2 separate regions of the Zea mays genome follow, and region 2 is linked to region 1. Evidence: chromatin contacts called from public Hi-C data. All regions are on one chromosome and are shown on one strand. The core of a region is the stretch at or near the end of the contact, and the rest is flanking DNA. Distances in the headings are between cores, read along the strand shown. Region 1 holds the start of LOC100281572 (BEL1-related homeotic protein 30). Region 2 holds the start of LOC100125643.

Region 1 (4,335 bases), core at 1,503-4,002:
CAAGAGGGCACGAGGAAGACCCAAGCAATCGTGCAATGCCAATATGCCATACGGTATGGAGACCACACACAACCCCGAAATTTATTTCTCCATATAATCTCTACATGCACACGAAGGCAGCGGACCCAGAATAAATAAAAAAGACGTACGTACTACCACATTATTAGCACCACATCATCAATTTCTAATCATTTTAATTCCCACATGTATGTATAGATGTTGTCATCGATGTAATTACAAAAGGGAAACTGCTTATTTATAACTGGCAGTAAGCAACGATACAATGCGTACCAGATTCGTGTACCTATTTATTTATTAATACTGTATTTTCATGCGACACGAAATTATAATCACAAATAAACATCTTCCGTACGAATGTAGTTGCGTCGTACTTTCTTTTCGGTCGAAAAAAAACCATGCAAAAGCAATCACGATAAAGAGAGACTTGCCCTAAAAATCATTTATGCCAGGGGGGAAAAGAATCAAGCGAAAGCAATCATGACAAAACACAAACCTCTAAAGCAACCATAAAAAAGAAGGCCTTGTATTTATATATATACCCTTCAAATTCCAGCTTGGAGAAATATATAGCATTACCATTATTTTTTCCCGATGCATTGTGACGTGTGAGCGTAGCATAGCATTTGCTTGGGGTCCCCCACGACCCCACCCCCACCACTGCACAATGCAGTGTTTGTCATGGGGAGTTCGGATGTCACATGCGATATATCTATCCCCTGCCCATGACTTCTGTCTTTGTGCTCAAACGATTCGCCGTCGCCGATCCGGCGTATCTGTGGGGGCGCGCTGCATGTCGCCGAATCATGGGCGCGTACGCCATTAATTTGGTGGGACGAATAAACGGGTGGGAATTTTAGCAGGCCCGGGCCGGCGTTATTTTCCACCACCTGCGGCGTCTGTGCCTAAATTGTTGTGACCAAAACGATTTCCTTCGTGTGTTCAACAGCTCATGTCGATGTCTGTGTTCGGGAGAGTTGCTGTCCTTTGTAGCGATCACGTGACAAAACTCTGGACGGCATATGTTCTGAAAAGGCGCAGTTCTCAACTTGCGATCCGGACATGCTTATTTATTTAGCTCTGATTCTTCGCACGAGGAATAGAAGAACAGGCAGGCTAGGATCCGTTACCTCTAAAAAAACTGTTTTTCTTTTCTTCTTTCTGAAACAGAAAAAAAGACAACCTGTAAGTTACAAAATCCATGGAATTATGACTTTAGAGCTATGGAAAAAAAAACAGTAGAATGCCACTAGCTTGTGCTTGTCCTGCGAAAATCTCACGAGATTCGGAGCTAGTACAACAAAAGCCATGATCCGTTATGATTTCTGCCGTCTGGATCTTTCCCGGCTCACGAGAAAAAGCACACAGAGAGAATCCCGAAACAGAGTCCGGCGCCGTGTGCTCGTGTCCCTTGGTCCCTTCTCCACTCTGAGCTTCCCGTCGTGACACCCTCGCCGGACGCCGGCCCCTCACGATGCGCAGAGCGGCAAGGCGGGGAGCCCAGGAGTACTGCTCCACTCCCCCGACGCCGGCTCCTACAAAATCCAGTGACTGTGAGATCTCTCTACTTGCGAACCTGCAGCGTCGGTCAGACGGTCACCGAGCGTCCGAGCGCGTGCGAAGACGTTGGGGGCGAACAGAAGAGGACTCCAATTATTCAGGCTGGCAACGAGTTCCGTTTCCGTGCGCCGCTCAGGTCGCTTTTGATTAAAACCATCTATTTGGACTGTATAATCTAGAGACAAAAAACGCTGTAGAAATAATAAAAATCCGTACGGATTAAAGGCAAACGAAACGCATTTCCGGTCATAATATAGGAGGCCGGACCAACTCCAATTTCTCGGACTTGCACATGCCAATACTTCCCTCTCCTTGCTAGTTCAAAAGATGGCTGCTACTTCTCCTTTTCCCCGTCCATAGGCCATATCGACCTACTGTTCGAAGCTGCTTGCATAATTTCGAGCTCTACTATGGATGATGATGATGATGGCACTACTTGTACAGTATTAAAACTTGGATTACTAGATGGTCCGGTGCCTGTACAGCATTAAACTAGGACTACTCTACTATACTAGTGTAGCAGCTGAGCCGAAGGGTGATGTGTAGGATGGATGTACCCAACAGATGAGAGGAGAGGAGGACCGAGGAGCTAACCACAAAAAAAAGTCTAATAAGGAGTTGGTACACCACGGGGCTTTAATTTTATTATGCGTACTCACCTATGACGAATAGAATAGCCGCATAATTGGGGGCTGCGGCAACGCGGACGGCGAATGAGAGCGGCCCATGTCAGTACGCGTTATCGTGAAGAAAGAAGCAACCGGAAGGAAGATGTGGTGGTGGATGGACGCACAGCCAAGTCCGAGCAGAGCTCCATCCCATCCAGACCTGCCAAGTTGAGTACAGTAGGTTTAAACCCCGCAACGCAAACCCCCACCCCCACCGAATAATCCCTCCACGACAATAATCAACCATCACCAGCGGTCCACTCCGGGCAGCAAACAATAATCAAAGCAGAGACGGAGGAGGAGGAGGAGGAGGAGGGCAGAAACAGCTTTTCTTCTAGCAGGCCCTCCGACTACTTTTATATTGGGTGCTGGTGTTTGTTGCAGCTAGTGGGTGGTGGTGCAGGAATTTTTTATTCCGGGGGCAGGAAGAAGGAGGACGAGGAGGAGGAACAAGCGAGAGATAGAGAGAGCGCTCTCCTATCTTCTTTTGCTTTTGGTATTGTTATCTTGGGATCTGATTTTGTCCCCATACATACCGAGCGGGAGGGAAGGGGGCTTGGGTTTTCTTTCTCCTCTCTTCTCTTCTTCTCCCCTCTCACCCTCTTCTCCTCCCAAGGCTGACTGGCCGTCGGCTCGGGTCTGGGGACAGCAATCCCTGCCGTCTTGCCATGCTCCCCACGAGGAGCACACCGTCAGGTCCGCCTCCATTTTCCTATTGCTTAATCAATCGCCTTCGCATCATTGGCTCCTCCCTCCCGCCTGTTGGTTGCAGCACCAGCAGCGGTGACAGAGAATTCTTTTCGGCGCATATTCCCCGGTTACATGATTCGGCTCGCTTGCTTGGGCTCTCGCTCTTCTCTGCTTTTCTAGAATTGTGGCTCGTCCGACCTCGGTGGGTGCAACCGATCCTTTTTCGTTCCCATGGGTGCTGTTATGACCCCAATGATTGGCTGGTCTCCTCTCGATTATATGCTGCTTGTGCTAGAGCTCAGGGTTTTCCTGATCCTTGAGGGCTGTGCGGGCATACCTGGTCTCTCCGAATTGTCCAGTTTTTTGGTGTCTGTCCGCCGGGTTCTTGAGCTGGCTTGGGGATCTGTAGCTTTGAGAGCTTCATCGGGGAATTCCTGCGGCTTGGGGGGGTTCTTGCGGTTGTGTTGAGTGGCCTTTCTTGTGGAAGTGCAGGTATTGAGCTCAGGCTGCTGAATTCATGGTCCTCATTTACCTCAAAATTCTTGAACCTTTTTAATTAAAATTCTTGATTTTTTATGTGGGTGCTCGGGGAAACCATCCCCACTTCTCAACCTGGGCTCATAATTCTTGCTTAATTTCTTGAATTCAGCGTTTCTTGGTGGTGCTTGATTATTGCCGTCTGATATTGCACAGTCCTGAGTTTCTAGTTGCTTCGTCAGCAACCGGTAGAGGTGTCTTTTTTGCGGGATGATAGAATTGAGCTTGATTGCGGTGGAGCCCTTTTGGATTTGCAGCCGATTCTTGAATCTTTTCTTTTCTCTCTCTCCTTGGATGCCTGCATGAAAGCCATGCTCTTAAAGCACGGTTCCTTTTCTTTTCTTCCTATCAGTTTACTCATTTCTTTTCTGGAGGTGGCTCTTGTGTTGGATTACTCCCTTAATTACTCTCTTATATACTTTATATGACAAAAATCTTAGCTCCTTTTTTTTATCCAATCCGAGTTGAGTCTTATTTTCATTGTCTGTGAAAACAAAGTTTTGCCTAGGACATTTCTCCTGATCTCACCTCTTTCATATCATTAAAAAACTGAAAGTTACAGCTGCTTCAGTCATTTGAACAAGACATCCCCGTCTTTTCTAGGTAACTTCGAACTAGAGATCTCATGCTATTTCATCTCTCCTTTCAGAGTGATTCTGCAGAAGTATTCATTCTACTGGCGTGCTGAGCAGGTGCAGGAGCTCTAATAAGCCTAGTGCGCACTTCAGTCATCAGCCAAGTGATTGAAAAGGGTATTGATATCTTACAAACATGTCTTGTTCAAAAAAAACTTTCCCTCCTCGAAATAAATTTTTGTCAGCTATCTTGCAATTTCGCCTATGTTTTATAGAATTGAATTTCT
Region 2 (4,033 bases), core at 1,170-3,669, 730 kb after region 1:
AAGTACAAATGTAGATAACGAGCATGCATGGGGTAAACAGTACGGTCATTTGGACCTTCTTTTTTCCTGACTCATTGTTTGCATCCGTGGTGAGATATCTATGTCAAGCTCTCCATGGATTGAGGAATCATGGTGCATGGTCAAGATTCAATAGCCAACCATATGACCTAGATCCACACTTGCTTAAGTCCTCACTAATCTTGGAGTTCGTTAAGATCTCGCCTAGAGGTCCACCTTGAGGCATCTCCCAGGAGCTTGATATGCAGTCCTGCTGCACTTGTGTCATGTTAGGTGTAAGGCAGGTAGTTTGTGGACCGTCTGCAGAATAGAAAGCCGATGAGACTAGCACGGAATCAGAATATCTGTTCTTTTCTGACTCCAACCTGTCATTCTGGGCTAGGCTGAAATTTTGGAGGACTGATTGGAGGGATTCAGCGTCATGGCGCTGTGTGGAGGAAATGCTCTTGTGGTGGCTGCCACCCCAGGCTTTCAACATCGTGTCCGAGTTCGGCTCATTTTCCGGTGTGGGACCTAACTTATCTGGTTTGTTCTGCTGCTTCAGTTGAGTGAGCAGGGACAAGGTGGGCTGACTGTTCTTCGTCGAACTAAGCAGCAAAGACTCGTCGTCCGTCGGTTTGTTTGCCTTCTCTCTGCTCAGCATTGTCCTGAAAATATGTACAATGTTTTCGAAATGAGAATTATTATTATGAATGCTAAGTGGCAACTAACATTATTTAGAACCATAACATACTAATACTGTTCCAGATTAGTACTTGAAAATGAAGCATCGTCGATGCTCTTATAATAGGATTCACAAGTATTAAGTTGGGATTTTATTATTCAGATATGATGCTAAAACAAGGAGATGACTCTGGTGGTATTTACCTGTTTAAGCTATCTGTCCAATAGCTGCCAGTGCCTGGCTTGGAGTCATTAACTTTTGCCTTCTTCAAGCTACCTTGTGGCCCGGCACACGGCAACGAGCCAGCAGCAGCGGTAGTCACCTCCTTGGTGGCCTTTCTAGGTTGGTTTTCCACAGGCTTTCTTGAACGGTGGCGGTTCCTATTGATGTGGCGCTCGCAGTACTTGTGATCAGGCATCGCCTCCTTGGAGCACCGCCACTTCTTTCCGTCTGTCCGCCGGCACCTCCCAGGTTCTGGGTCGGAGTCTGCGTTTGCGTAGCCTTGGTAAAGAGGCCTCCAGCTCACTGCGTTAGAGAGTCTGTCAAGCTCTGATTACATTTATACTCAAAAAGGCAATACAGTGGTCAATCTTTATGGCATATATAATGGTTTGGTTATTCTTTATTCATTTGTGCAAAATAATATATGTACTTTCTCTCTCTTCTCGTTTGGTTTATTTATTGCAGGTGCTAGCATAACAGCTTTGAAGTAGAGAACCTCCTTTTTAGTCTTGTGGTTGAGAACATGCATGCATACCTCTGTTGGATGACCTGAAGCTCTTGCTGATGGAAACGAGCAGGCTGGAAGGTATGGGGGCCTTGGCATTGAGATACTTGTATATGAGAGCCTGGTGCTCCAGCTCCATCCACTGCGACGGAGTGAACGGCCGCTTGGTCCTGGACAGCAGGAAAGCCTGCTCGCTCGGGCCTCCTCCGAAGTCTAGGCCTGGATGACGGTGAAACAAGGAGAATATTTTAGTCTGACCGAAAATCTGAAAACGCTGGGACGTGCATGGGCATGGCGAAGGGAGGGAGCGCCAGGACAAAAGCGTACGTAATAAAGGTGAAAAAGCAGACGAAATGTTTTACAACAGGCAGCCTTCTTGGCCGGGGAGGGAGGGAAGGAGAGGAGAGCGGCGGGTGGTGTTGGGCCAAATCCCTATGGCCGGTACCGCTAGGCCAGGCCCCTCCATATATAGTAGATACTCCTAGCTAGCATTCATGAGGGCTCATCAAGTTCCATGAATGCTGCTGTTGTCCTTTTGACTTTTGCTTTTCTTTCTTTTTTGTGAATAGTCTTGTTAGTCCATTTTCTTGAGTGTAGTGTATCAGAGTGGCCTACCGCTGTCTATCATGTTTCGCAGAGAAGGTATCCATCCAAGAAGGGAGGAACGAATGGATGGGCGCGAGGGAAGGGAATATGCGTTGCGGAGGACTGAGGAAGGCCAAGGCAAGGCATACGAACCTGAGGGCGACGTGTGAGCCGCCGCCGCCTTGGAGAACCTGAGCATCTTCTGTTGGTCGAGGAAAGGGGAGGGGTAGGAGGTGGCTGCCTGGGCGAGGCCTGCTCGCTTGAGAAGACCCAGGTCGCTGTCTCCGGACGATGGCCCGGTGGCGGCGGCGATGCCTTGCTGCAGCCCCATCACATCCCCGACTCCGAGCTCCATGGCCACAGCACCAGCAGCGGCAGCACAGAACTCAGCGCTCATCAGGGGGAGAAGAAGAGGCTGACGGGAGGGAGTGGATGCTGGCGTGCATCGCCGGGGACGGGGAATGGGGACAGGCTGGTTGGTTTAGAGGCGGGTGGGTGTGGTCTGCTTGCTTTTCTGGTGGGAGGCAGGGGTTTGTCCGTTTGTGTGGTGGGCTCTTTGGGGGACTAGAGGGGTGGCCCTTAAATAGCACCGGTCCTTTCGTCCGTTCTTTTGTCTTTGGATATGAGTTTTCAGAGAGAGATTTGTTTTTTTTTTGACGAGCGCAAAGGAGTACAATATTTTTATTATTGTTATTATGAGCAGCAGTGACAGTGAGTTGACAACGGGTACCACGGACGGTGTAGCAGCGAGCGGTTAAATAAAGCAGAATCTCAAATCTACAGCCCAAGGTACCACGTACTCCTCCCTCTAGCATCATGAGCAAACCGAAAAGGCCCTACCGCGGCCGCCCATGCGTCTTCAAAAAAAAAAAAGATGGTCTTTTTTTTTTTATGCGAGTGAAGGCAATAACTGTCCGTGACTGTGTGGTCTTTTGTACGCTGCGTGAGTAAACTTGTGCGAACGAGTACCGGTACTTGTAGTTCAATAAGTAGGGCCTTTTGTATCCTTGCAGGTAAATACGAGGAAGTAAATGGCGGGGCTTCATCCATGTGACGGCCACAGGACGCAAATGTGACGCCTCCTCGCGCGCCAATGTTAAACCGGAGGGCATTGACTCCTCCTGGAGAGGGAGAGAGAAGGGGACTTTTACTGCCTGAGTATCTGTGAAGGTAAATGTGCCCTACATGAACTGGCCTTACTACTACGAAAGGCTAACTTGACATTTACGACGATGTTAATTGGACAGACGGCAGCACCTTTAGGCCTCCATTGAAGCAAACAACAAACACGAGGAGTATTTGGCACAGTAATACTGTAACAGGAGGAGCCACTCCTACGGACCGTTAGTGCGTTGGGGTGCTTGCTTGTGGCCAGGAGTCAAAAATCACATCCGACTCCAAGAACGCCACCACAGCTTAGCCCGCGCGCCAAACATGGCAGCTACATGGAAAGTACGCGATGCCGCGCCAGGCGCTTTGGCAGCAGTGAGCAGGCTCCATGGGCCTGCCGCCGCCGCTGCTGCTGCTGCGCGGTCACGAGGTTGAGGTGACGCTTTTCAAGTCCGCCTCCTTCGCCTTCCCCTCCTGGACGGGCGTATGGCTGGGGCTTCATTCATTGCCCGCCTAGGAGCACACAGCAGATCAAGCAGCCAAGCCCACGCACGGCACCAACCCAGCTTCTTCTTACGGCGCGGCGGCCCAATTTCTTTGTCACGACAACGACAACGACGACGTGCCAGCGGGAAACCTTTGTACTAGCTGTTAGTATGTACTCCATACAGTATCGTCACCATTCTTATGTGTGTGGCTGTGTGCAGGCCAGACAACGGAGATTTGACAGAACCTATGCACGGCACACTTGGATACGCTGCGCCGACCCCCTTCTCTCGGCACCGCCCGCACGGCCGCACGGCTACCTGCTACAGAGTACTACTCCTAGTACGCACGTACAGGGGTGTACGTGGGTATTGCTGCCAACTGTGCAGCGTCGCGCACGGGCCATCAATGTGATTTGATGCCTCAGTCATGTGCCCGCTTCA

Evidence for each region. Hi-C and Micro-C count contacts between places; a contact is called where the count stands out from the background.
Region 2: a Hi-C map of tassel shows a contact between it and region 1, with 2.8 times the contacts expected there. The contact joins the promoter of LOC100125643 here to the promoter of LOC100281572 in region 1. A contact is called at or near these places in 2 of 25 Hi-C or Micro-C datasets (ear and tassel).

Annotation. Positions count from the first base shown.
Region 1 is chr1:262,999,789-263,004,123 of Zm-B73-REFERENCE-NAM-5.0, forward strand. It overlaps LOC100281572 (BEL1-related homeotic protein 30), which reads left to right and starts at 2,753. Exons shown (of 6, transcript NM_001154491.2): 1 at 2,753-2,942; 2 at 4,123-4,225. LOC103643758 (a long non-coding RNA gene) reads right to left here and starts at 2,574. Exons shown (of 2, transcript XR_561266.3): 1 at 2,238-2,574; 2 at 1,150-1,553.
Region 2 is chr1:263,730,887-263,734,919 of Zm-B73-REFERENCE-NAM-5.0, forward strand. LOC100125643 reads right to left here and starts at 2,420. Exons shown (of 4, transcript NM_001112574.1): 1 at 2,148-2,420; 2 at 1,440-1,628; 3 at 886-1,207; 4 at 122-665. The coding sequence starts at 2,391. The coding sequence ends at 128. It overlaps LOC103643763 (a long non-coding RNA gene), which reads left to right. Exons shown (of 6, transcript XR_561270.4): 2 at 401-1,490; 3 at 2,698-2,783; 4 at 3,008-3,164; 5 at 3,242-4,033.